Linked DNA regions of Mus musculus: all the other regions are linked to region 4. A link is a contact called in public ChIA-PET, Hi-C and promoter capture Hi-C data. All regions are on one chromosome and are shown on one strand. The core of a region is the stretch at or near the end of the contact, and the rest is flanking DNA. Distances in the headings are between cores, read along the strand shown. Region 1 holds the start of Nudt13 (nudix (nucleoside diphosphate linked moiety X)-type motif 13). Region 2 holds the start of Anxa7 (annexin A7). Region 3 holds the start of Mrps16 (mitochondrial ribosomal protein S16). Region 4 holds the start of Ap3m1 (adaptor-related protein complex 3, mu 1 subunit). Region 5 overlaps Kat6b (K(lysine) acetyltransferase 6B).

Region 1 (5,745 bases), core at 1,773-4,272, 760 kb before region 4:
GGCCCTGGGACACCTGCTGTGTCTGGACAGGTTAAGCCCCCTGGCCCTTTATCCCTGACTTGGTGGGAAATGGCCCCCAGCATCTCTATTTCTATGGTTTCCCTTGAGTCTGCACAATCCAGGATTTTTTTTTTCCTTTGAAAATAAAAACTGGATCATAGGACTTCTGTGTGTTTTGATGAATTACTTCTAGGCTTCTCTTTGTTTGGAGAATAATACCCCAGCTGCAGGGCAGGGGGAGGCTGTAGCTCTGCCCTTTAATAAATCTTGGTTGGCCCTTTTCCCTGAGGATAAAAGGCACAGCAGAGAGAGTAACTCTTGCTGGCTGTGGCTTTAAAGACAGTGTGGTCCAGTGGAGAGAGCAGAACATATGGGTTTCATTAGGTGCACAGTCTTGGGAGGCTCTTCAACTGCCTCAGTTTCCTTGTTTGTCAGAATAAGGATCAAGATCTTGCCTCTGTGTGCCTTAGGGGTGTGAGTGTACTGAGAGCATAAAGTGAAGTAACATAAATGAAAAAGTTTATTGGTGCCAACTGTGTGTGTGTGTGTGTGTGTGTGTCTGTGTGTTTGTACGCACATGTGTGCATGAGGATGTCAAAGTTCAGCCCTGGGTGTTATTCCTCAGATGCCATCTATATATTTTACATTAATTAATAAATTTAGTGTGCGGGCCATGGCTCTGGTGTGGAGGTCAGAGGACAGCTTTAGGAGTCGGTTCTCCCTATCCATCATGTAGGTGCTGAGGACGTAGCAGCAAGGTCATTTATCTGGTGAACCATCTCTGAGGTTCCATTCTGTATTCTTGATGGAAAAAACTGGGCACAGTGGCCTGCACTTATAATCCCAGCACTGGGGAGGAAGAGACAGACAGGTTCCCAGGGTTTGATGACTAGCTAGCATAGCCGACTTGGAGAGTTTCAGGCTGAGAGATTTTGTCTCAAACACCCATGTGAACAGTGCCTGAGGAATGATGTCTAATGGCCTACACACACTACACACATACACAGAGAGAGAGAGAGAGAGAGAGAGAGAGAGACAGACAGACAGACAGACAGACAGACAGACACACACATTCTCTCTCTTTATACACACACTACACACACACACACACAGAGAGAGAGAGAGAGAGAGAGACAGACAGACAGACAGACACAGAGAGAGACAGATAGACCCACACATTCTCTCTTTTTATACACACACACACACACACACGTTCCTCTCACCATTAAAAACTGGCTAGCCATTAAACTAGGCCTGCTGTCCTTTTTCTGATGATCTAGATCTGTGTTCAGATCTATATTCAGGAGTTAGTAACCTTGTCCCTACAATGGTTCTTTTAAAATGTCCTCTTGTTCCGCTTAAGCCCTTTGGTGACATTCTATCCCTCTCGGAATAAACCCAGAACATTATAATGGCTTTATAAAAACATAACACTCGTGAGGCTCCGTGTGATCTAGTGCCTGTCTATTTTTTGACCTCATCTATAATGATCTGTCCTACATTTCTTTGTTTTACCTTTTATTGTTATGTGTTATGGGTGTTTTGTCTGTGTATACTGTGTACCACATTTGAGCAATGCCCACAGAGGCCAGAAGAGGACCTCAGATCCCTTGGAACTAGAGTTCCAGAAGGTTGTAAGCTGTTATATTGAAGCTGGGACTCAAATCCAGGTCCTCTAGAAGAACAATCAGGACTCTAAACCATTCTGCCATTTCTCCAGCCCCAGTCCTAACCTTTCTTTACACCCGCCAGGCACATCTCCACCCCAGGGCCTTTGCACGAGCTTATTTTACTCTGTCTACAAGTCTCTCCCCACAAATCCTAACTTGGCTGTTCCTGTCAGCTCTGTCAAGCTCTTTATTCCAGTGTTGCCTTAACAATGAGGCTATCCATCCTACGTAAAATAGCAAAACCGCTCCTCCTCTTACCATGCTTTAACTTCTGCCCCAGCACTTACAACCGTGTGTACAGTTATTTATTTTGTTTTCTCCCATAGAATTTTGTTTACATTAAGATGCATTTTTTATGTATCCTGTACTTTTAATATTTTGTCTCATTAATTATATTTTGAAGAGCTAGGGAAATGGCTTAGTGGTTAATAGCACTGGCTTCTCACAGAAGCAAGCAACTCCCATAGTAAGAAAGAAAGCAGCCCCAAGTAGCTTTACTGGAGATTCGTCTTAGATGGTGATTGATCCTACTGATTGACCAAGGTAAGAGTTTTACCTAAAGCGTCTATATACCTAAGCACAGTCCCTCGTTTATTTAAAGCAAGGTATCAGTATGCACCCCTGATAACCTGAGTCTACTGTGTACACTGGGCTGACCTCAAATTCAGAGGGCTCTGCCTCTGTCTCCTGGGATTAAAGGCAGGCCTGGAACTCCTTTTTTTGTTTTTGTTTTTGTTTTTCGAGACAGGGTTTCTCTGTATAGCCCTGGCTGTCCTGGAACTCACTCTGTAGACCAGGCTGGCCTTGAACTCTGAAATCCACCTGCCTCTGCCTCCCAAGTGCTGGGATTAAAGGCATGCACCACCACGCCCGGCTAAGCCCGGAACTCCTAACCTTAAAAAAAGATTTTTTTTTCATGTTCATATGTACATGGCACATGTGTGTCCATGGGTGCACATTAAAGTATGTGGGTGTAGAGGGTAAAGTTGACATGGAATGTCTTCCTCCATGGCTTTCCCCTTTGTTCATTGAGGCAGGGTCTCCCACTGAACCTGGGGCTCACCAATTCAGCTAAGCAGCATCTAGCCCAGAAGATCTGGAAACTGTTAAAGCTATTTGTTTGTGGTGGGTTTCACTATATGCTTTATAAGGTTAACTTTGCAACCCAAGGTTACAAGCTCCCGGCCTAAAAGTTGAACTACAATTCCCAGAGTGCATCGGTAATCTCTCTGAGACTGCTGGGAAGTGTGTCAGATTTCCACTTACCCAACCACCCCTACGTGCGCTGTAGCGATGAAACTACATTTCCCAGAGTGCATCTTTAAGGAGGATTCTGGGAGGTGTGGCAAAGCGTCAATCCCACTGGGAAGGGAAAAGAGAAACCATTTGAACTTGAACATTTGGAGTTTCCAGGGGCGTGCAGACCATTGGGGCATAGAAGGCATCTCGAAAAGAGTGAGTACAGGAAACGAAACCTGTTCTAAGTGCAACTAGGATGTAGTAAGGAGCCATAATCAAAACTTGCCAGACGCTCTCGGTTACAGAGTTTGACAGTTTTAACTTAAACCTTTCAAATCTCGAGAAACCGGACGTTTTTGTACCCAACATTGAGTACCTCTAAATATTTTCTGAAATATTTTTGAAGAGCTATTTAAAATGGAAGTTTCCAATATTTCACCTTTTCTCTTAATTTTTTAAATGGTGGCGGGATCTTTTAGAAATAAACCATAAAGCTTTTTATATAAACCAGGGCACAGAGACCGTGAAGTCTGCAACACGGCTGCTCATCAGCTTCCAGCATTCCCAGCCATCGAAGTCCACAGTGGAGTGGCTGCTCCCTGGGCACCTGTGAAGATTCAGGAGGAACCCACGGTCACGCTTTATGCCTTTCAAGTCATTCCATCTGGAAAGATGAACAGAATGAGAAATGTGTGTGTGTGTGCCATAGAAGTTGTTAGTTCATACGTTCAAATGCCTTGGCATTTATTAGTTTTGAGTAAAAACAACGTTACCTTTCATCTCATCGATAATTCTTTGTATACACACACACCAGGAGCGTCAAGTGTGGGGATGCTGTTTGACATATTGTCCAGTCGTCAGGCCATGATAATCGACAGTTGGCTAAAATTAATTTGGTATCAAATATTGGACAAGAAACCAGGTAGCTGTATGGCCATACAAGAGCAGTGAGTAGTTACAGCTCGATTCCCAGGACCCATTAACCTCACCAGAGGAATTCCAGTAGCCTAAATTTCCAGTAGCGTGAAAATAACCTCTTTTAGCCGTTAGTCCTGGAAACTACTGGTTTTGTTATACATTATTGTATTTATATATACATATATATGTGTGTGTATGTATGTATATGCATGTGCTTTAAAATTTAAAGATAGCCTATAATCCTTCCTGCTGAAGCAAAAGAGTCGCTATGAGTCTGAGGCCAGCCTGGGTTACAGAGTGATACTTTGTCTCAAAAATAAATAAATAAATGAAATTTAAAATCAGTAAAAATAAATAAGTAAATTTTAGTCAGGGCTGGAAAAGTGGCTCAGCAGATAAAGTGCTTGCTGAGTTTGAGTCCCCAGGACCCATGTAAAGTGGGGTGCAATAGTGCACATCTGTGACTCTCTGGAAGCTCACAGGCTAACCAGCCTAGTATACACAGTGATGAATGACAGAAATATCATGGCTCAAAATAAGGTGGAGGGTGAGGACCAACACCTGAGGGTGTCCTCTGACCTGTACACTTATCCTGTGGCATGTGTGTGCCTGCAGTATCTCTCTCTCTCACAGTCACATGCATATGCATCATGCACATGCAGTCACATACTTAGGCACCAAACACATATGCATCACACACACACACACATACACACACAATTGTAAGTGTACAAATGAACAGTTTAATTGCATGTGCCCCTGTCAACCTTCATCGCCATCTCTTTCTCCTAAACTAGCCACTGTCTATAGTCTGTGTACTTCTGAAAAATACAAAAGCCTAATTATAATCTCAGCATTCAATAGGCAGTAGCAGGAGGATGGGGTTCAAGGCCAGCTTGGGTTATATGACACCTTCTCAAAACCAGAAAACAAACAAACCCAAGTAACTCCAGATAAGTGAAGTGTTGTACACTTGTAATTTCAGCACTCTAGAGTCAGAGGCAGGAGATTGCCATGGTTCAAGGCCAGCCTAGCCCACTTAAGCAAAGATCTAACCTCAAAATAACAAAACAAAACAAAAATTAATTTATGTACCCCAGAATGTTTATCTGTTCTCTTAATTATACATAAATTAGGTAATGGTGACCAATCAAATATTACTTGTCTTTCCACCTGTCTAGCTGAATATATAATTGGCAAATAAACCCAGGTATGGTGCTGGGTATGTGTGTTTATCTCAGCATGTAGGGGTCTGATATAGGAGGATTGCCTCTAGCTCAAGGCCAGCCTAGACTACATTGTGAGTTCTAGGCCAGACTCATCTTAGAAAGCAACAATAATAACAGTAAATTGATAAAAAAAATATATATATATAGTATACAGTATAATATTTTATATTTGTATATCTTATTAAGTAAATCAAGCTAATATATCTATTACCTTATATATTTGTAGTTGTTCGTTGCGATAAGCACGTTTAAGGTCTCTTAGTTTTCAAGTGTATATGGTCACCATCAGTACTGCAGATCTACAGAACTTACATATCCTGTCCAAGTGGAACTGTGTGCCCTTTGACCAGCTTCTCCCCATTGCCTTATGGGCATTTCTCATTTAATAATATGTTATGAATACTCTTTCCTGCTACTACACAGATCATTCTAAATTTAAAAGCTATTTATTATTCTGTTTAATCATAATTGGGGGGGTTGCTAAAAATTAAACCTTGAGCCCCATGCATGTTAGGCAAGTTGTCTACATCCTATAGCTGAGCCACATCCTCGAGCTACACCCCCATCCCCACTAAACATTTTTTTTTTTTTTTTTTTGGTTTTTCGAGACAGGGTTTCTCTGTGTAGCCCTGGCTGTCCTGGAACTCACTTTGTAGACCAGGCTGGCCTCGAACTCAGTAATCCACCTG
Region 2 (5,440 bases), core at 1,320-3,819, 570 kb before region 4:
GGAGAAGGGGAAAGAGGAATCAGGGAGAGAAAGAGATAGGAAGTGAGGGGGAAAGAAAGGAAGAGAGAGGGTAAAGGAGAACACATGTATGCCTCTGGAGAGGGAGAACTGACTGGGGAGGTGACTGTGTAAAGTGCTTGCTACAGAGGTCTGAAGATCTGAATTCAGATCCCCAGAAGCTGGGCAAGCTAGCTCGGATCTCTAATTCCAGCACCTCTGTGGTGAGATGGGAGGTAAAGACCAAGAAATCCCCTTAAGTTTCCAGGCCAGCTAGCCTGGTGTATGGATAGGTAGCCAGAGACCCACACCCAAGACTTTCCTGACCTCCATATGCACATTGTGGCATGTGCACCCAGCCCCACAAACTTGTACACACATGCATGTACACACACAGATAAAAGAGTGAATCACTCCAATGACAAAGTTCTATTTCTACATTTTAACTACTATATTAAATCTTACCTTTAAGGGCCTAGAGGACTTATACCAAGATTTTTAAAACAAAACAAAAATAAATAAAGCAAAGATTATCTAGGTATTAGCATATGAAAAACTGAAACAATTTCAGTGCACCTTGAAGATTATTAAGTACCAGAAATGAAATGCCATTTCCATATAGGTCACAGAAATACCTTCACAAATGCACATTTATATAGGTACTAGGCTATTCATCATAGCATCATCTGTAATAGGAAAAGTAGTTCAAGATAATCTAAACATCACTTAGCGATAAGTGAATCATGAATATTCATAAAGTGAAGCTATAAACTATACACCTTCTAAAAGTCCTTTTAAAAAATCCATTAATAAAACCATCTACCACACGTGGTAAATTAAACAAAGCCAGGTGGAAAACAAGCGTTCTGCTAAAGAAATACACCCATTTTCTTCTCTCAGTAAACAAGCTCACAGGAAGGAGACAGGGAAGCAGAAAAGGGTGCAGCCTGACTGGGAGAGTGCATGCAGGTGTGTGTGGGGTGTGTGTGGGGTGTGGGTGTGTATGTGGGGGGTATAACGACAAAGCAGCTCATTTTTTCATGGCCTTTTAGCCCCTTTAAACATTGCTCATGTGATCACTTCAAAAAGTAGACTTTAAACTTTTTGTAAAAGGCTAACAAACCCTAGGGTGACTCAACAAATTACTCAGCTCTGCTGAAGTTAACAGGACTCTTCTGAGTGAACCAGAGCTTTTGTTTTCCCTTTAACAATGTTACAAACAACCTTTAGAAAAACTTGGAAAATCCAATCTTGGTTCTCCAAACCATCTCCACCCAGTGAGTCAGTTAGTAAAAGGGTGGATCTATGTCAGTCTCTCAACTGGCAAGAGGCCTAAGAAGTTAAGGGTGGGGTTGGGGGTGGGGACCGGTGACAAACTGGGAAGGGAAACAGGAAGTGTGACTTAGGCCAGGCAAGAACAGAAACAGTTTCCCAAAAGCCGCCTCTAGGTTCCGGAAGGGCCATTTAAAGCAATGACTGAGGATAACAGGGAAACAGGGCTTAGTCCTCTGCGTGGGAAGGTAGCCCTCTACTTAACCACGAGGGCTAAAGGGTGGTTTAAGTTTGCGGGAGCAAAATTATTTACTCCACTTGTTTCTAATGATTTCCTGGCCTAAACCGTAGCTCACTACACTTGTACTGTAATTGGGGCAGATTGCTTTATCAGAATGGCTCGCTATCACCTGGCAGCAATTAAGGAATGTAATGGATAACAGTAAAATACCTTTCGTCTTTTCACTTGGTTTAGCCATTCCCCTCTGCATCTTGCTTACCTAGACGGCTGATATGGGTCAAGGACAAGGAAAAAAAAATCTAGATTGTTACTGGAATAGTTTCCAAGAATTTTAAACCGGAGCTTACATATCAGGCTTGTGAATTCTGCCCTAGATGTCATTAAGCACGGCACAAATTCCTCAAGTTCCTCTAAATTTGCTGTGTCACCAAAAAGTCTAGTCACTAGCCAAAGCCAGCTTTCGGAGCTGCTAGTCGGCCTTCTGGCAAGGGGCTTCACCAGGGCCACCATCGGGCCTTAAGTCCGCCACTTGCGGCCCAACTGACCGAAAGCGGGGTACCACTGCTGCCTGGCATCCCACTCTAAGCCTAACAGAGTGATTTACCCACAGACCTTCCCAGTCCTCCAGCACGCAGGGAAAGCATGCCCAACCCACCCCAAACACCCGAAACGCGTCCGAGTCCGCGTCCGCCACCCGGAGGCCCACCTCGTTAGGACACGCGCGGGGCTCTACGACTACGGTTGGAAGACCAGACCAGGGACTGGGAACGAGCTGACTGACCGACGGAAGAACAGCAAGGGGAGGGGGTGCGAGTCCTCACCTGAACGAGAAAGCAGCGTCACACCCTAGCCCGCTTTCCTGCAATATGGAGCCAGAGGGCGTGGCGCATGGGCGGCGCGAGGGTGCTAGCTGCTTGGACCGCCCCCAAGCTCGGGCGGGACGCTGCGCCCCTCAGGTGGCTCAGCTAGTTTTAACACGTGTCTATATCTCAGCGAGGTAAATCTACTCCAGGTGGTGCTACTGTAGAAAGGAACTGCAGCTTTGGGTGGAGCCGCGCAAGTGGGCGGAGCAGAGGGACTCAAAGATAGAGAGCTCCAGGCCTCCGGGGATCCTGAGAACCTAGGTTTGTTTCATGTGACTATAGGGAATTGTGAGTAGACAGAACTGGAGTTGAATTAAACAAAACTAAGCAGGGTTCAAAGTTCTACTGGTCCATTAGTGTTAAACTCACCATATATAGAACTAAGTATTTGAGGCACTTACATGGAAAGAAAACATACACAGAGACATAGTGAAGTGATGAATGGAGGTTACAGGTCAACCAAATGTTCACCTCTTTTTTTTTTTTTTTTTTTTTTTTTTTTTTTTTTTTTTAAGGTTGGTCTTACTGGGACTGATGGGCAGTAAGGCAAGAATGGCTGATCAGTGAGCTCCTGGGATTCACGTATGCATTTTCAGTGATAGAATTACAGGCTGGCATTTGCACCTGACTGAGCCAGCTCTCCACCATGGCTTTCACTTTCACGACAAAATTGTATTTGGGTATGTAAGCCTGAGCATGACTTGTAGGGATTGTTTCCCTTCCTCTACCATGTGATTTTCAGGGATGGAATTCAGGTCATAAGGCTCCACGGTAAACACTTGGGTAAGGCATGGAGACAAATGCCTTCACACCTCAGCACACGCCAATTCCACTATACTACAGTTTTTAAAAAAGTTTATTTGTATAAGATATATTTCTGAGTGTGGGCACATGTGGAGGTCAGAGGACAACTTGGAAGAGGAGACAGTGCTCCCTTTCCACCATGTAGGTTGAGAGAATGCCACTGTGTTTTCCAGGCTTGGCTGCAAGGCCCATTTACCACTGGGCCATCTCACAGGCCCAAGGCACTTTCACTTGATATTTGAAACATAAAATTTAAAATAAGGTAAGCCAGGCAGTGGTGGCGCACACCTTTAATCCCAGCACTTAGGAGGCTGAGGCAGTTGAATTTCTGAATTCGAGGCCAGGCTGGTCTACAGAGTGAGTTCCAGGACAGTCAGGGCTACACAGAGAAATCCTGTCTCAAAAAGCCAAAAAGCCAAAAAAAAAAAAAAAAAAAAAAAAAAAAAATTGAAAGAAGGTAGTTTTTTGTTTTCATTGTTACATCCCAGAAGTAAAAGGTATCCTGGAATCCTCTGGTATTCCTGGAGCCAAGGAATAGCAGAGTCACACCACACATCAAACCTTACAGAATAGACTTGGCAAAGAAGCAGTGAAGAAGTGAGCAGAAAGCAGGCTTTCTATCCGGTGTCTTGGCGGGGAGGTGCAGACCTTTCCAGGGTGGCCAGATCATGAGCTTCTTTTTCTGTAGGGCGGGGCCTGGCCACTCCCACTCTTCTGTTCGAGTAGCCTGTGGGGTGGAGCCTGGCAGCTGGAGGTCTCTAGGTGCTTCATACAAGGGGAGTCTCTGCACATGGCTGCCCAAGTTGGTGTGAAAGCCAACATTTGTGCTACTCGTGTAATATCTAAGAAAACATTGTACAAATTCATGAAGATTTATATATTCTAAGCATTGAAGTTCTTTAGATCTCTGATCCATTTTAAAGTGTTTGAGGCTGGGTCTTCATATAGCTCAAGCTGACCTCAAAACTTGCTGTGCGACCACAGATGAGCTTGAACTGATCCTTCTTCCTCTACCTCCTGAGTGCTGTCGATTTTGTTGACTTTAGCCTTGCTGTGTAGCCAGGACAGCCTCCCAGTTCCTGAGCCTCCTGCCATACCGGCATTTGTACTGGAATTAGAGGCATGTCCCACAACACAGTTTAAACTCACTTTATATGATATGAACTGGAGCTTCAACTTTACTCTTTTGCATGTGGCTATCCAATTGTTCTAGCAAGGTTTGTTGAAAGGTCTATTATTCAGTCTGTTCTACAGAATGAGTTCCAGGACAGCTACACAGAGAAATCCTTTCTCAAAAACAATCAAAAGGAAGGAAGGAAAAAACGTTTATCCCTTTGATCCTTGTCAAAAATCAGATGACTCATAAACAGTAAGGATTTTTTTTTCAACTTTTGCAATGGTCTAAATGTATGTATCTCCTTCAAAATTGATGTTTCTAAGTCTTCGTCTCCAAGATTATGGTATCAGGAAGTAAGGCTGTTGGGAGATGACTAAGCCAAGAGAGCACTACCCTAATGTATGGGCTTATTGCCCTGATTAAAAGTATGACTGGGGGGCTGGTGAGATGGCTCAGTGGGTAAGAGCACCAGACTGCTCTTCCAAAGGTCTGGAGTTCAAATCCCAGCAACCACATGGTGGCTCGCAACCATCCTAACGAGATCTGATTCCCTCTTCTGGAGTGTCTGAAGACAGCTACAGTGTACTTACATATAAATAAATAAATCTTAAAAAAAAAAAAAGTATGACTGGCTACCCTTTTACCGGATGAGGAAAAAAAAAAAGGTTCCGCCTTCTATAAACCAGGAAATGGGTCTTTACCAGATAACAAACCTTCCAATGTCTTGGTTTGTGAAATCCAAGTGTCTGTAACTTAGAGAAGTAAATGTCTTTTCTTTGATCTTTTTTCCTTTTTTACACAGGTTTCACACCTGTAACTCCTGTGTGAAGCTGAGGCACCTGAGCAACTTAATAACACCCTGTCTCAAATAAACGATAAAAAAATAACAAATTACAAAAGAGAGCTGGGAATGTAGCTCAACAGTAAAGCACTTGCCTAGCATGTACAAGGCTCTGGATTCCAGTGGGGGGGGGGGGATCAGAAATGAGTCTGGTAATGTTAACTTCCATTGGTTTAAACATCTTTATTTGAACTGTGAATAAGGTTTAGCATACCACAGGGTTCAAAGCTGGCAAAAATCTGACATCAACAGGGTAAGTTGATTAAGCTTTCATTTTCCAGGCATTCAGTAAAGACTTGGTTCAA
Region 3 (5,583 bases), core at 272-2,771, 660 kb before region 4:
GGTTAGGTGGCCTCCGTGGTAGGCTTTGCAGAAAATGGTTGCTGTAGAGAAATAGTTCGTTAGGGTGCAAAAATGTTTAGTAGACTCAAAATATAAGGTAATATAAGGTAAAGGCACAATTCCTCCTTCTACTGCAATGTTCTCACTTCCAATCTATGCCCTGCCCCATCCAGCTTAGATACAATCGTGTGGGTGAAACTCCTCCTTAACCCCTCCAGACCAGACATACCTCCTTTTTTCCAAATCCACATAACACAGTCCTGCCGAGGTTGGGGTCCACTTTACCCTTGGAGACTCCATCTTGTAAATAGTCTCCACTTTGTACTAAGATAAATTCTAAGAAACAGCTGAATTCCCAGAAATGGCTTCTGGCCCCAGGCGCCCCATATGAACTTAGGCCACAATATCTCACCCTATGCCTTGTTGGTTAGCAACTAGTCCGGACTGAAACCAACCAGCCACTATATAGGCTCTGACTGGCTGGCCTCAATCCAGGCCAAGTTAAGAAGCCAACTGAGACCCTATAGGTGGAACAACAATATGAACTAACCAGTACCCAGGAGCTCTTGTCTCTAGCTGCATATGTATCAAAAGATGGCCTAGTCGGCCATCACTGGAAAGAGAGGCCCATTGGACTTGCAAACTTTATATGCCCCAGTACAGGGGTACGCCAGGGCCAAAAAGGGGGAGTGGGTGGGTAGGGGAGTGGGGGGTGGGTATGGGGGACTTTTGGGATAGCATAATGTAAATGAGGAAAATACCTAATAAAAAGTTTAAAAAAAAAAAAAAGCCAACTGAGGTACTTGACCGGTAGTAACCCACTTAAAATGACAGGTATGGAAAACCATGCATGTGGTCCCTAGCCCATCCAATTTGTGGTTTTTATGTTTTAAAAGGTTGTCCTGTCTTGCCCCACGCTGTCACGTTTTGGACCCCGAACCCAGCCGTCTCCCCGAAATATTAGCTTTTAAAATAAGCTTGCTGGTTTAAACTTGGTTTTCATATTGGATTATTTCCAAATTCTCGGACCCTAACACCATTTACTAAGCCATGACCTTGTCTTACCCTTAGGTGCCTCATCTGTAAAACGATTTCTACGATGTGTGGTAAAAAACTGAGACAGGCTGGGCGCGGTGGCGCACGCCTCTAATCACAGGGCCTTTGGGAGGCAGAGGCAAAGGTCTGTCTAGGAAGGAGTTCGAAGCCAGCCCGTCTTTACGCTGCGAGTTCCAGGCCAGCCAGAGCTACCCAGTGAGACCACTGCTAAAAGCGAGACGGACTGAGACGAAGCTCCGCTGGAAGGCGATGTGGCCGCGCCTAGCCCGGGTCGCCGCAGCCCACGCCCGCCCGGAAGCCCCGCGCACTCACTGAGCTGGACCATGGTGCCTGGGCGAGCGGCTCTCCAGCTGTCCCGCTGCACAGCCCCGCGGCACAGAGCCTGAAGCCCGGAAGAGCGCCCCCAAGCGGCCGGCGGGCACACGACGCGACGTCCGCACCACTCCAGAGCCGGAAAGCCCTCTGCGGAAGCCTCCGGCCGATCGGCCCGCCCCTTCCGCTTTCTCTTCCAATGCGCACGGGAGGGCAACCGAGCGCCGGGAGTGCCACAGGGCGCCGGTGACTGATCCTTGACTGCTACGGAAGAGGCGTGTCTGTAGGCGTGGGCTGCTGGCGGTCTTCAGCTGAGTGCCTGCGGCGTGCGGGAGACTTTCCTGTCCGCGGCGGTGCTGAGTTCCTTGCAGGCCGTTCCATCCTGCGACGGTTCCCCCGCCTCCGGAATATCCTCTGTTCTCTTACCCACTGTCAACTGTGTGTGACACAGCACAGTTGTATTCTGGTCCCACCTTTGAAGATGTTGCCTTAATTTCCAAGCCCCAGTAACATTGGTCCAGAACTTTGGCAATTGTGCACCTCCAGGGAATCTTACCAACAAGGTGATCAGATAAACTTTAAAAAGTAATTCTAATAGTCACACCATTATGCCAGATATCTACCCACAAATAGTGGCTATTAATTAGCTACATGTACATAAGAGCATATAAAATATAATGTGCTATACATACGACTCCAGAAACATGATAAATTTTGAGTTTGGGGTTTATATTTTTTTAATGTGAACTAAAGGGGTGGGGATGGGCAGGCTTCATCTGGTGACAGTTTGGAAAGGAAACGTGCTTGGGGCTCCATATTAAATATCCACTTGTAAGGCTGTCAGAAAGATGGATTTCCAAAACCAACCATTTCCTGTACAGTGTGGATTTCTTCAAGTAGAGCCTGGTCTTTCAGTTTCAGCTGCAGAAACAAGGCAGGGAAGAAGTTATGTCCAACACACCAGGTGACTTTGAAGACCCCTAATTTAAGAGGCTCCAGATTTGTGGGGACGGGATGGGCCTCTCCTGTATTCTCGACACCATGGAAGCTCTCAAAGAATTGGAATGTATTGGATCTTGGGTGGGAATTCATCAGGCACTGAGCGCTCTCATGGTCTGTACACTCTCAGAATGGCAATCAGCTGTCGCATACCTTTATTGTGTACTTATAAGCCTGCTCTGCTTCCAGTTGTCGTCCAACCTGAAAGAAGCAATTAACATCTTTCCTAGTAAAATGTGAATCGGAGGTTACTGACCACATCCATCTCAAGGAGGAACCGCCCAGAACATTCTCCTTGTCATCAGTAGAGACAAATCTGGAACTCTTCCAACTTCAGTTGCTGTGTGCTAACAGCCAGCTTACCTTTCTTTCTTAGTTGGGCCTTCACCTGACCCCTGAGAGGGCCTTGTGAAGGGACAATAAGAAACACTCACTTTCAGGCAGACCAGAGCCAGATAGGCCCACACTTCGGCGTTGCAGTTATTCAACGCGTTGGCTTCAGACAGAGCATCCTCAGCTTCCGTGAGCTCCTCCAGCTTGGCAGAGAGAGAGTTAGGAGATACAGTCCAAATTGGTTTCCACTTAAGCATAGTAGAGTTGTTAGAATTCCTTCTAGGCTCCACCCCACGGTTACCTGGCAATTGCCAGGTATGCCTAGTTTACTATGAAAGGAGCTCCTCTCTTTGCTCTCTCTCTCTCTCTCAATGATTCTGGCCTTCCCTCTTCTCCTCTTCTTCCCTCCCCGCCCCCCCCCCTTTCTCTGTCTCTACTACTTTCTCAACTCCCTTACACATGCCCTAAATAAACTCTATTCTATACTGTATCTGTTGTGTGGCTGGTCCCTCAGGGGGAAGGGGTGCCTCAGCATGGGCCCACAGAGGCAACCTCTCCCACCTCACTATACCACACCTCTACCAAAACATATCCTGGCCTCTTTTCTACTTCATAAAACACAACTAGAGTCAGCTTAGATGAATCTGCTATTCAACCAATAGATGTCCACGACCTATACCAGTGCTACTCAAAAAAAAAACAAAAACAAAAACAAAAAAAAACCTTCAAAATTCACCAGTGTTTCTGAATTCATATGTAGCATATACTTTATATGTCCTACATAATTATGTAACTATTAAAAAACATTATTTGTGGATGGATATATGGTAGGTATATATCTTTCCTCTCATTTTTTGTTTATTTTTGTTTTTTAAATTATTTAGAGACTGAGTGTTCCTGTTAGTGAAACTTATGGCTGGAAACTCAGGTATTTCAGGCTAGCCTTGAACTTGAAACTATCTTCCTTCCTCAGCTGATCAGGAATTGGGATTGTATTTATGAGCCCCCAGGCCAAGATTTTGTTTTCTGTTTGTTTTCTGTGTTAAAAGAACAGTGAGTTTCAAAGGCTGTGAAAATATGAAGCACAGCTTTCCAGCCATGTCCATGTTTTGACTCACACCTTAAGTTTTACAGACATGTATTCAGTCGACATACATTTGCTGAAGTGTACTCTGCTCAGCAATATACATGATACTAAGAATTAAAGTATGTATGTACATATACAGCCCCTGCCCTCAGAGACCTCACTGGTAGATAAATAAACAAATATAATGAAAAATCAAATACATAAACAGTTCTACAAAATAAATATTTCCAGAGCAAAAGTACACTTATGACCTAAAGGTGACACAAAGAAATAGTATCAGATCTACCCTAAGACTGAAGAAAAATGGCCTCAGAGAAGAAACATCACTAAAATGGACCATGAGGGGTAAGTTGGAGTTTGTTAGAGGCACAAGATCAAGAGGGATAAAGGTGTGGGGTGTGATGGAGCACACGCACAGAAAACAACTTTTTTTTCTTGAGACAGGATCTTACTGTAGCCCTGGCTGGCCTGGAACTTGCTGTATAGACCAGGCTGGCCTTGGCTTCATAGAGAACTACCTGGCCTCTGCCTCCTGATTGATGGGATCAAAGGCATGTTGACAGCTCTGAAGGTGGTATCCCCAGCCTCAGGCAGGGACTCTGTGAACATGACAGATGCCAATAACATCATGGTTTAGGTAGAAAATCCTGTGTCTGTCATCCCAGTTTTGGTAGGTAAGAGAGAGAGCTTGAGAGTTCATTGTTATCTGTGGTAGTGAGTTTGAGACCATCCTGGGTATGGGAGAACTCCATCTTTAGTACTAGGCAAGACAGGAATTATATTCAAGTCTGACCATGTTAAGGGATTTGCAGATGAGATGTCTCATGTCTAAAATTCACCTTGAAAGGCTCTAGCGAGAAACCCTGGGACAAAGATGAAGACAATGAGCATCTAAAGCTAATGACTGCCGAATCAGGGTGACAGTGATGGGAAGGCATTTTCTTCTCTTTACAACTAAGGACAATTTCAAACAGTCCTTGATTTAAAAAAAAAAAAAAAAAAAAAAAAGACTTAAAGAAAAACATTGACGCTACAGCTGCTTGTGTGGGCCTGGGAGCTACCCTCTGTCTCTCTACATCTCAGATTCCTCAGGCCAGGTTTTCATGGTTTTTTGTTTTGTTTTGTTTTGTTTTGTTTTTTTAAGATATTTTTAGTTTCCTAGTCCAGGTTTCTGTTCATGAACAATTTTGAAGTACAGTTTTTTCATTAGACCACTGCCATCCCACCATCCCCATAAGCCCCCACAATCCACTTGGAGGACCCCCGGGCCTCTGCTCTCTTACCCGGTAACAGGCAATCCCTAGTCCTAGCCAAGTGAGGCACGAAGGTGATCTCTTACAGGCATGCATGTACGTTCTCTTTGCGTTTTCATACTGGCAAAAGAAAGGAGCGATAAGCTTAAATACCATGTTGTTAGGGTAACTGTGAGCTTCTTGGCAGTTTTGCTTCAGAATAGTCTGGAACACAGTGAGTCCTTGGATGATATTTCCATGAATACTTCAAAGGAGCCGTTGCAAGAGGGTGGGGAGGGGTGAGGAAGCCAAATGATAGGTCGCGTTTCACCTGGGAACAGATCCAAGGATTCAGGAGGGACTCACACAGGACATTTTTGGGCAAGCACAGTGGTTATTTGAATTCTGTCTAGACTGTGCGGAGTAGATCTTTTCACTTAGAAGTGGCACCATGTGGTGGGGATGGCAGACACCGAGTCTTTGGTCCCTCTGAGAACCTGTTTCCCTAGCAGACGTCTTAATGGTACCACAGAAGATATTTGGAGAAATTCAAAAGTCACTTTC
Region 4 (5,387 bases), core at 1,719-4,218:
CCTAAGATGGAGCTGAAGCAGAATTTTAAAAATGGGGAAGGGTTTTAGTATCTGAAGTGTATTGGAGAATTTTAGTATCTGAAGCATATTTATGCATTTCTAGGGGAATGCCACACAGAAGTGAAGCTGTGAAGATTTAAAAGGATGAGTAGAAGTGGTTTTCTCAGATTGGAGATGACTCAGTGATTAAGAGCATGTACATGCTCCTACGGAAGACCCAGATTATGCTGGGCTTGGTGCCAAATACCTTGCTCTTCAAGGGAAGAGGCAGGGGGACATCTGTGAGTTCCAGCCCAGCCTGGTCTACAAAGGGAATTCCAGGACAGCCAGGGTGGTTACACACAGAAATCTTGTCTTGAAAAACCAACAACAACAACAACAAAATACCAAACAAAACATACCCCCAACAACAACAACAACAAAACAAAACTGAACCCCTAACTCAACAAACAAAGCACTCAGATTCAATCTTAGCACCTATGTCAGGCAGATCATAACTCCAGCTCCAGGGGATCTATTGCCTTTTGTTTCTATGGGCATGGCACTCATGTGCACATACCCACATACAAACACATACAATAATGCAAATAATAAAAATAAACCCCAAATAATAAACAAGTAATAAAAATAAATATCAAAAAATGTTTTACAATTTTCCTTTTTAAAATTTTCCTTTTTATTCTCAAGATAGGGTTTCTCTGTGTAACCTCGGCTGTCCTGGAATTCACTCTGTAGACCAGGCTGGCCTCTAACACAAGAGTCTGCTTGCCTCTACCACCCAAGTGCTGGGATTAAAGGCATATGCCATGACTGCTGGCCACCAATGATCTAACATTTCCAGTCTTTTACCCTCAGCAAATCATACTGTTCCCTACAGACTGTTTGATAAGACTTTTTTTTTCAATAATTTAGATGTGTATTATGTGTATTTGAGTGTGGGTTTGTGCATGTAAATGCAGGTCCATGAGGACCAGGAGCGGACAGTGGATCCCTTAAAGCTGGAGATACAGGGGGTGGGATTAAAACCATCTACTGCTTCGGCCGAGGACCAGAGTTCAGTTCCTAGCACCCATCTCAGGCAGCTCACAACCCAAGTTTTTTAAACTTTAATTTTGTATGTATTTCTGTTTGTATATGTCATGTGAGTGCAGGTACTTGCAGAGGCCAGAAAAGTACATCAGATTCCCTGGAGTTATTGGTTGTTAAGACCTGAACTTGGGTTCTCTGCAGCATCTCCCACACAAATTAGAAAAAAAAAAAAAACCCCAAAACACATGCCTACTTAAAATATATCTATGTCTTATGCATTAAAAGGGGGTTAACTTTTCTGATTCGCAAGTAGTTTTGTTTTTTTTCTTTAAGTTTTTATTGTATTTGTATGGGTGCTCTGTCTGCATATGTATCTGTACACTGAGTGTGCAGTGCCCAAGAAGGCCAGTAGGGGGAGTAGGATCCCCGTGGGACTGGAGTTACAGACAGTTGTCAGCCACTGTGTGAGGGCCAGGAATTGAACCTGGTTCATCAAAAGTGCATCTAGTGCTCTTAACTGACAAGCCATCTCTCCAGCTCCAAGACTTTTTTTTTTAAATCTATACCGAGAATATATGATTGTCATATTTGATGTGATGGGTGATGTTGGTTAAAGTAATTTTAGTGATAACTCAGTAGGATGTTGGCAACGGCATAGCAGTGTGGTTCTTAGCTAAAAGCAGCAAGTAGGTAAAACAAAGATAAGGAGACTGAGATGGCTCATCAAAAAAGGTGTCTGCTAGCAAGCCTAAGGACCTGAGTTTGAGCACTAAGACCCTCATGGTGGAAGGAGAGAATTGTGGCCCAGAAGTTGGTCTCTGAATTCTACATGTATATTGTGGCATGCAACACACATACAACAAACAAATAAATGTAAAAAAAAAATGTTTAAAAACCAGGAAGACACTGAGAAACAGACGATAATAGCAGTGGGACTCTCTCAAAAGGGGGGCACGTTTTCTTCTTTCAATACAGAGGAAGGATTTATATATTTGCCTGCAGAAAATTCCTTTTCTTCTGTGTAATGTGTTTTCAAGTCAAAATCCCAAATGCCACCAAAAAAAAAAAAAAAAAATTCTTTCCCCGCGAGAACGCCGGATTTTTACAGTGACTCAACTTCTCAACTAGGAAGTTAAAGCTTCAATATCAAACAAATCCACTGCATCCAATCAGCCCACCCCTCATTATGTTTCCATTCTCCAGGCCACCTTCTTAGTTTACAGCCCTGTCACCTGTCTCCTGAGAAGCTGCAACACCCTACTCACTGTTTCCCCATCCCAGGCCAGCTCACGCAGGCGCCACCCTATAAAGAGAGCGTTCTTAGCTTCTTCAGGGGACTTGCCCTCCAAGGCCAAACCTGGGGTCCTACAAATTCAAGTCGTCGGTACTGCACCTCACTATAGATGACATTTCCCGTGCCTGGGGTCCAGGGTCCGAGAACCCTACGTGGCAGGTGCACCGCTCCCTTCCGGCCCAGCTGGCTAGAAAGCCCGGACGTGCCGGGCAGGCGCGGCCCCGGTGCACAGCAGCGGGGACGCTCCTGGAGCCCAGGCTAGAGTCCCGAGCCGGAGCTATGCGGTCTACTCCCCGGCTTTGGAGAGGTCTCCAGCCCGGAGACTCCCCGCCCTCACACTCACCCCGACACCTGGGCGACTCAGTGATTCGGTGCCGGGTCCTCTCTGCACCGCAGCTGAAGCAGCAGAGAATGCCGCGAGGACCCCGCGCTCGGAGTGCCCAGCAGATTGCCTGACTAGCAGCCGCAGAGGCACCAAGGAGGTCGGCTGGACTAGATAGACACAACGAGCGGAACGGCGTTCAGTGAGAGGCTCGGTGTCTACAGAGGTTGAAGATCTGACTCTTCCACATTACTCAGGGGCTGAAGGAACGGGGAGGTTGGCACTCCCTGAGCGCAGGCGCTCACCCGCAGCCTAACTCCGTTTGGGGTCCCTTACCGTAGTAATCGAGGTCCTGTAGGGAAGCGCGTAGAGCCAATGGTTATGGACTAGAGTCACGGATTGGGCGGAGCTTGGAGAGGCGGGGCTTAGTGGAAAGGGGGCGGTGACGAGCTGAGGGGCGGGGCCACCGGACTGAGGGGCGGGACGCGCGGCAGAGCCAAACTACGGTGAGAGTGTGAAGATGGCAGCTGCGGACGAGCCCAAGCCCAAAAAGCTCAAGGTGGAAGCGCCACAAGCGCTGAGGTGAGAGCTGCCCTACGTGGGGGAGGAGGGAGATGGCACTCGCAGTGAGCCAAGGCCCACGTGGGCTGGCGCAGCTGGTTGGTGGCTGCGTTCGTGGGGCCAACGCGCTGGACCTGCAGCTCGGGGAGTTGCCCGCGTAGCTGCTGTTCCCCTCAGTGCCCTCTTGTTCTGGACTCTGCTCAGGTGCATTCTCGGCCCTGGCAGCCACTGACCAATCAGAGCTGCTGGCCCGGGGGCCGAGCCTTCCTCTGGCGCCACGTGCTTGTCTTCGCGGGCCGCGCTAGCGCGACCCCAAAGGACCTATCTGGAGCTGCATCCTTTCCTAGGGTATTTAGCGGGAAGGCGCCCGGCGCCTCCTGGACCCTGGTAAAAGATAACATTCTTGGAATTCTTCAGAAGGCGTTGCAGAAGAGCGTTTTGAGTTTTCCGTCAGCTTTCTGAAATCATCTTTGGAGACCCCCTTCATGGGACCCCCAAGCAACCTCAGGCTTAGGTTAGGAAAGTTTTTGTTTGTTTTTCTTTTTTTCCCCTTTGCATATTTGGCAGGAGCGGAGAGCTCTCTCTCCCAACACCTGACGCACAATTGATGTTGCAACTTTCATTTACAAAAAGCCGTTCGTTTTTTTAAAAAAAATTTCTTCCTAATAAGTATAAAGTCCAGCGCGCTCAGTGTCTGATGACTTTGAAGTGCTCATTGGAAGGCAGTGATTTTGCTACCTAAAAATAGACGCATCAAACTGATTTAAAACCGTGGGCCTGTTACTGATTATACAAGGCAAATTCCATTTATTTCAACATATTTTTTCCATGTTCAAAAGGAGAATTGATTCACAACTGAAAAGGAAAGTTGGGGGGTCCCAAATCATGTTCTTGGTGGAATGGGTCTGAGCAGGTCCCTTTTAGTGGGTTTATTTAGTGCCTATTATTCTTAGAAGGTTATTGTGCATGTCTAATACCACAAACGTAAAACATTAAAAAAAAAACAACCAAAAAACTGAGGATGTTTTATTTTAAATTTTAGATTATCTGGGTCAGTGAGATGGCTCAGCAGATAAGGGCATTTGCTGCCAAGTCGGATGACCTGAGTTCAGTCAGACTCCAGGACACACGTGGTGGACGGAGTGAACCTATTCTGTTCTTCTGTTGTCCTCTGGCCCCGCCCACTGAATAAACGCATACTGTCTCCTTAGATTTTCTTTTAATAAAAATGATACTTTATATATTATGATGATCCATTTTAACAGTGCTTACCATCTGAAGTAACGGTATAAAGAAGCCTCCATGAAAGAAATGCAGGGATTAACCTTATTTTACAGGTGAGGATATTGAAGCTCAAAGAAAACATTTAAGAAAGGAAAATTCGAACCCTGGGCATCAGGATTCAAGTTTATTATTTGGTTCTAGTGTGTTTACACAACATCCAAGACATGCTTCTATTCGAGTATGCATTTTTAAAAATGATCCATGGTAATGATTAATACTTAGATATGTATATGCCAGGTGCTGTTTCTGCATTCTACGTATTTTAACTCAAATCCAAACCAACCTGATAAGACCATTTCTATAATTATCTCAATTTTACCAAAAATGAAGAGCCATATACATATCTGTCTATTTAAAATTGTAGATAATTTAGAGGAATAAAATTCACTTTCCATAATGCTAACCTATTGCTTTCTGCACAGGTGAAGTTAAAAGATTTTGACTGTATGGATTCTTTAATTTTATGCAGAGACCTTTGAGTAGACTGTTCCTCCCTTTGTTAGTTAGGATTGCTGAATGATAATGCATTTCGGCTGAATTGCTCTATGATTTTCCTGGCAGTTAAGAGATTTCTACCAATTTTGTTTAACTGTGAGAGAAAACAGCATAAATTGTAGGCACAGTTTAATGTATAGAATTCGTCAGTGGAGAACATATAAATTAGTAAAAAGCATTTATAGATATTAGGAAAAGAATTTAGGAATTTGTGAGTTGTCAGTTATCTTTAGGAAAATAGTTCTTATTTTTATTTATGTGTATGTGTGTGTGTTTGTGTGAATGTGTGTCACATGTATGCCAGAAGAGGGCTTTGTATGCCCTGGATCTAGAGTTGAAGAGAATCAGTTATGAGCCATCTGACGTGGGTGCTGGGAGCCCAATCAGCTCTTCTGAAAGAGC
Region 5 (5,409 bases), core at 1,424-3,923, 580 kb after region 4:
TATTTGTTTTTTTAATTTTCAGATTTACTTGGCTCCAATTTAAAAGTAAGAGGGCATGCCTGATAAATTTTAACTCATAATAAATTGCAAGTGAAAGTGACTTTGCTAACGTTGCTGTTTCTTGAACGAGCTTAAGGAGGAGACGTTAGCTGTCTTGAATTTACCTTAACAAGAGGAAAGATGGGATTCTGGCTCTGCAAGTAACAGCTGTTCCCTGGTTAACACTGTCTTTGTTTAATGGAGTATTTTAATCTTAGAGTGTAGGATTTAGAAATAAAATTATATACTTTTTAAAATGATATACAGAAGAAGCAAGTTTATATTCTGATGATACTTTTATGTTAAATAATGTTGTCTGTTTCTCTTTTTCTAGGTTGATGGGAATATGAGTAAAATTTATTGCCAAAACCTTTGCTTGTTAGCCAAGCTCTTCCTGGACCACAAAACATTGTATTATGATGTTGAGCCATTCCTTTTTTATGTCCTTACAAAAAATGATGAAAAAGGCTGTCATCTGGTTGGATACTTCTCCAAGGTAAACCACGAGCCAGCATGGCCTTCTCTCGCTTGCTTGCAAATGTTTTTAGTGGAGCTCAGGTCTTTGAACAGGGTTTTTTTGTTTTGTTTTCTCTTGTTTTTGTATTTTTATGACAATAATTTGAGTAAGTGGCTCATGTTTCTGAAAACCTCAGCTTTTTGTTTAAAGCTCATTTGAAAGGACACAAACAAGAAACAAAACAAATAACAACAAAAGGTGCCTAGGAAGTGTGTAAAGGACCCCAGAACCCTGTGCTGTGCTGACAGTGACCATGCGACATTTCATTACCACCTTGTAGACTGCCTCGCAGCTTTGATTTCCAAATGTTGAGCTTCTTTCTTCTTTTAAGTGGTGTGCACATGAAGCTTTCTGTGATGGAGCACTTAAGACCTCAGCCTCTCTGGCTCATTTCCTACCTCGTGGTCAGCAGTATCCAGTGTTAGAGCATTGGTGTGGGCTGCTGAGATGGCTCCTGAGAAACGTCCAGGACCTGCTTGGTAGGAGAGAACTGACTCCCAGAAGTTGTCCGCATGCACCCTACCCTGCCCTGCCTCCCACCCCACACACACCAAGGAATACATGTAATTAAAACAAAAACAAAAACACCACTGGCAATTGATGGCCTAGTTGATAGGTGGCTGGTTTTCCACCGCTGCCTCTCATGATCTGTGCTGTGGTTTTTAAGTTCTAAGGGAGTCTTGCCTGTAGGAAACCTACCTGTCTCTAGCAGTCAACATGGGGAAGAACTTGCATACTAAGGCACAGTGGCTCGTCTTTTCACTGGTTCAGAGCTCTTCTCCAGAAGAAACTGCTCAGAAACTGCTGTTGCTAAGTCATGCACCTTGAAAGAGAGCTGGTTTGGAATGTGTTTGCCAGGTGTTGAACTTTCCCTGGGTATGCACCCAAGAATGGTTACAGAAACAGAGATGGTAATTATCCAGACGCTCAGCAGATGAGTGACTTTATTGGATCTGCTTTTCTTTAATGTTCATGATGAAACACTCCATAGAAGTGCTGTTTTCACAGGAAATAAGAAGCTAGACTATCTTCCCGGTGTGTTGGCATATGCTGCTAATATAAATACTCAGAGGGCTAAGACAAGGGATCACCAGTTTGTGGTCAGCCAAGACGGCATGGCAAGACTGTCCATGTCCCTCAGTGTTCTCTCCCTCCAGACACATGAACCATCCAGAGGTCCTCCTGTCTCATCCCTGTGTGCAGCTATTTTGACTGACTCTCTTTCCTTCTTTCTTTCTTTCTTTCTTTCTTTCTCTCTCTCTCTCTCTCTCTCTCTCTCTCTCTCTCTCCCTCTCTCTCTCTCTTTCTTTCTTTCTTTCTTCATTGTTTATTTGTTTTTGTTTTTTGAACAGAATCACACTATTTAGCTCTGGCTATGCTAGAATTCAGAGATCTGCCTGTCTTCTGCCTCCTGAACATCCACTCCCCACCCACTCCAGACAGTGTTTCTCTGTGCAACAGCCCTGGCTTTACTGGAACTCTCTCTGTAGACCAGGCTGTCCTGGAACTTACCAAGAAATACCTGCCTCTGCCTCTGCGTCCCGAGTGCTGGGATTAGAAGGTACACCACCAAGTCTGGCAGCCCTTCTGTTCAATGTGGATTTAAGCCTCGTGCTCCTGGAGGCTCACACCGGCACAGCAGGCTTTTTACTTACTTACTGGGCTAGGTCCATCTATTAAGAAAAGGAAGTGGATTGCTGTTGGATTATATTTCAGTGAACTCTCATGGCTGAGAACAGTTCTGGACAGAGAAAGGGCTGGCATCAAGGATATAAATCCTCTTTGCCCAGAGTACATCTCTTTTTAGATAGAGTGACCCATTTATCTTACTTTGCACAGTAAAATTAATTATTTGAGCCTTTACTATTGGCATGCACATCCAGGGATGGGCAATTTATCTCCTAGAGTCTCGTTGTTACTTCTCAAGGCTTAGAGATGCCACAGACAGCTACAAGTACACAAAAGTGGGGCTCATCTTCTTTCATTTTTGCCCTTTAGACTTTTTTCCACAGTTGTTTCCTGTGGTCTTTGAAACTGGTTCGTTAAAGATCTGAGTGTTCTGAAGTGATCTTGTGATGTGGTTCTATTTGTGAGCAGCCTCATTTGTGGTTTATATTTGGCCACAGCACTCACGGCCTCAGAAGCCTTTTCCAGATCTTCTCTGTGTAGGTTTTGGTGGTGTCTGTGTACTGTGAATTCGATATTGCGATTGTGAACCCTTAGTTCTTAGAGCTGTCCAGAGCTCTACTCAGACCCCCTCCTGGCTTTAGCCTGTTGATAGGATTTCCGTCTCACTGTTGTTCAGAGGCTTTGGGGTTTCTTGGTGTCTTTGTTGTTGTTTGATTTTCCTGGTTTGAGGTGCCGACTTTAATTATTTCTACTTGGCCTTCTGACTCACAGGAGACACATTTGTTTGTGTGTCCACTCACGTGTCTGCCATTCCAGTGCCACTGGGGGATTTACTCAGAGGCAGAGGCCAGCTTGCCATTGTCGAGTTGTAGATTATCACGCAGTAGGGCTGCCCGCCAAAGCCCAGTTTACTCCACTGGGTGGACTAGGTGGTGTTTTCTCCGTTTCTGCAGTTGTGTGAGCAAGGAGAGCGTCGTTCCCTCCTGTGGCGGTTCTTTCACCCTGCACACATTTCCTAGATTCCCTATACGGATTTTATGCTCCTAACTTTGTAGAATGCAGATACATCTGAGAAGCATAGCCAGAGAGGGTGCTTTGTTGTTACTTACTTGATCAGCATGGTAGGATTACTCTGATTGGTCCTGACCCAAGCCACTGTTTGACCTTAGCGGATAGCTTTACAAGGACGGTGGCAGGTACTGGGACTTGCCCACTGCAGCAGAGCTCTGACATACTTACTATGCTTCTTTTTCCCATAGGAAAAGCTCTGCCAGCAGAAGTATAATGTGTCCTGCATAATGATCATGCCCCAGCACCAAAGGCAAGGATTTGGACGCTTTCTCATTGATTTCAGTAAGTGAAATACATTACTTCCTTCCAGAGTAGCTGCCGGCTGTTTCAGGAAACTGTACCGCATAAAGCTTTATTTAACCTGCTGTGCTGTTTTCTTTTTGTAATCGTACATAGTGGGTCTTCTGTTTATAACCACCTGAGTTAGAAGATCTTCCTCACGTGACAGTTTCCCTGACACCCACTTACACTCAGGGAAAATGAGACTAGATCTCACCACAGTGCCCTTGCCTCAGAAAGCCATTACCTGCAATGAGCTGGTAGAGTTCTGTGGCACTGTGCTCACTATACCATTAGGTAATTATTGGGAATAAGCACAAGCGATTGTTAGTTACAAGGAGTTTTCGCTTTCTCAGATTTTGCCCAGTAGTCTTTGTGGAGCAGAGGAGAGCAGGGGTAAAGAGAGCCTGTTCACCTGAGGAGGCTCTAGTTACTTCCCTCTCACTGTTGCAGAAGCTGTTGGTAACGAGGTTTCTCAGGAGCTGCTGGCTTCATATGCACTTGTAGCCCTGAGCCTCTCTGGTTAAAGCTGGATGCTTGCAACAGTGCAGCGGCTGGATGCTTGCAACAATGCAGCGGCTGGATGCTTGCAACAATGCAGCGGCTGGATGCTTGCAACAATGCAGCGGCTGTGCTTCTTTCTTAGCCGCTGTCTCTCTTCTTGCTTATTTCATACTAAGGCTCAAGCTGCATTTAGAGAGATAGTAGCCTGTGAGCCCCTTACCCTGTGATGATAGGACTCTCTAGCTATATGACAGTCTGTCACTTAGTGCACGTGAATTCGTAGGTTGTTAGCTGGATAAAGGAAATTTGAATATATGTGCAGGAAATGCAAGGCCTTGCATGTAGGTATGCTGTGAGGGTCCATAAGGAAGTATGTTGACTCTATAAGTCTCTATCATTAGATTCTGAAATGTTGAAGTCTGCAGATAAATTTTAGACTGATTTTGTATAATTTCCTGACCAAAAAAATATAAAATTAAAAAGGATTTTGGGTTGATTATTTTTATACCTTCAGATAGTATTTCCAATTATTAATTTGTTTTCCTAGTCTTACTGTTTTGGCCTAGTTATCCAGGAGACTAATTGTCCAAGGAGGGCTATATACTAGCTCACTGTCGTTCCTTTCCACATCCTCGCTGTAATCAGACTCTTTTTCTTCTTTAGTTTTCCATGTTTTAAATCACTGTTCCCTGAGCCTTCCATACTTGTACCTAATGCACTGATTGCTCCTCTCCTGCCCTCCCTCTTCCCTCCCTCATCCCTCACCCCCTTGTTTGCTACTTAATCTCTTTCTTGTATTCATGTCTTTTTATCTATGTCCCTCTGGGTTTGACCAAGTCCATGTATGTGGCTTTAGTTCCTGGTGGTGTAGGAGTGGGTACACATGTGAAGACCATCATTACATGAGGTTTTTTTTAAGGGGGGGGGGTTCTTCTTGTTTATATTGGATAAGTAAATGTACAGTTACATTCGAGTTAAATCCCTGCTACAGCTATTTGGAAAGGCAGAATTAGCTGACTCTTTATGGAATATTTTACAGTCATCATGTATGAGGCGCTCATCTATAACTACACTTTCTGGGATACATCACAACCATGCAGGTCTAAGCTTGCTGACAGTGTTCTCGTGTCTCTAGACTAAAAGGACGTTCCAGGAGACAGCTCCAGGCTACCTTTTAAGCTTTTTGACTCAACAGTTTGCTTCTCTGAGTTCTTTTTCTGTGCATGGCCTTTCCTGACATGGCCCCTTCCTCTTGCCTGTTCAAAACCATGCTCATTTGGTAACAACTCAAGAACCTCTTATCTCTAATGCTGTCTTTGTAAGTTCTATCTTATACCGTCCCAGCTATGTTCTATACGAGCATGCTTAGA

The links. Promoter capture Hi-C pulls out the DNA fragments that hold promoters and counts their contacts. Hi-C and Micro-C count contacts between places; a contact is called where the count stands out from the background. ChIA-PET counts read pairs in DNA pulled down with a chosen protein or histone mark.
Region 1: a contact with region 4 is called in a promoter capture Hi-C map of pre-B cells, with 5 times the contacts expected there. The contact joins the promoter of Nudt13 here to the promoter of Ap3m1 in region 4. A contact is called at or near these places in 1 of 39 promoter capture datasets (pre-B cells) and 1 of 484 Hi-C or Micro-C datasets (CD4 T cells).
Region 2: a contact with region 4 is called in an RNA polymerase II ChIA-PET map of memory CD8 T cells, with 7 read pairs. The contact joins the promoter of Anxa7 here to the promoter of Ap3m1 in region 4. A contact is called at or near these places in 2 of 39 promoter capture datasets (neural stem cells and pre-B cells) and 1 of 115 datasets of contacts at active chromatin or transcription factors (memory CD8 T cells).
Region 3: a contact with region 4 is called in a Hi-C map of embryonic stem cells, with 5 times the contacts expected there. The contact joins the promoter of Mrps16 here to the promoter of Ap3m1 in region 4. A contact is called at or near these places in 2 of 39 promoter capture datasets (cranial neural crest and pre-B cells), 1 of 484 Hi-C or Micro-C datasets (embryonic stem cells), 4 of 115 datasets of contacts at active chromatin or transcription factors (acute myeloid leukemia, embryonic stem cells, pancreatic cancer cells and 1 more) and 2 of 9 other capture datasets (adipose tissue and liver).
Region 5: a contact with region 4 is called in an RNA polymerase II ChIA-PET map of memory CD8 T cells, with 15 read pairs. The contact joins the enhancer-like site here to the promoter of Ap3m1 in region 4. A contact is called at or near these places in 5 of 39 promoter capture datasets (the 3T3-L1 cell line, the SN4741 cell line, embryonic stem cells and 2 more), 5 of 115 datasets of contacts at active chromatin or transcription factors (acute myeloid leukemia, forebrain, large pre-B cells and 2 more) and 2 of 9 other capture datasets (adipose tissue and pancreatic islet).

The regions. Positions count from the first base shown.
Region 1 is chr14:20,291,668-20,297,412 of GRCm38.p6, forward strand. Nudt13 (nudix (nucleoside diphosphate linked moiety X)-type motif 13) reads left to right here and starts at 3,023. Exons shown (of 9, transcript NM_026341.3): 1 at 3,023-3,125.
Region 2 is chr14:20,477,564-20,483,003 of GRCm38.p6, forward strand. Anxa7 (annexin A7) reads right to left here and starts at 2,570. Exons shown (of 13, transcript NM_001110794.1): 1 at 2,332-2,570. Mss51 (MSS51 mitochondrial translational activator) reads right to left here. Exons shown (of 7, transcript NM_029104.1): 7 at 5,301-5,440.
Region 3 is chr14:20,392,113-20,397,695 of GRCm38.p6, forward strand. It overlaps Mrps16 (mitochondrial ribosomal protein S16), which reads right to left and starts at 1,522. Exons shown (of 3, transcript NM_025440.3): 1 at 1,369-1,522; 2 at 1-41. The coding sequence starts at 1,381. Cfap70 (cilia and flagella associated protein 70) reads right to left here. Exons shown (of 29, transcript NM_029698.1): 26 at 5,071-5,160; 27 at 2,802-2,903; 28 at 2,521-2,568; 29 at 2,078-2,289. The coding sequence ends at 2,209.
Region 4 is chr14:21,049,474-21,054,860 of GRCm38.p6, forward strand. Ap3m1 (adaptor-related protein complex 3, mu 1 subunit) reads right to left here and starts at 2,969. Exons shown (of 9, transcript NM_018829.4): 1 at 2,667-2,969. It overlaps Adk (adenosine kinase), which reads left to right and starts at 3,101. Exons shown (of 11, transcript NM_134079.4): 1 at 3,101-3,227. The coding sequence starts at 3,166.
Region 5 is chr14:21,634,103-21,639,511 of GRCm38.p6, forward strand. It overlaps Kat6b (K(lysine) acetyltransferase 6B), which reads left to right. Exons shown (of 17, transcript NM_017479.3): 11 at 374-535; 12 at 3,445-3,538. Among named protein-coding and RNA genes, the nearest start is that of Dupd1, 78 kb to the right of the region's middle. Within about 2 kb of position 2,674, at least 27 of the 459 cell types and tissues checked have an H3K27ac peak or open chromatin away from gene starts, as enhancers often do. A contact at or near this core is called in memory CD8 T cells, where this site is marked.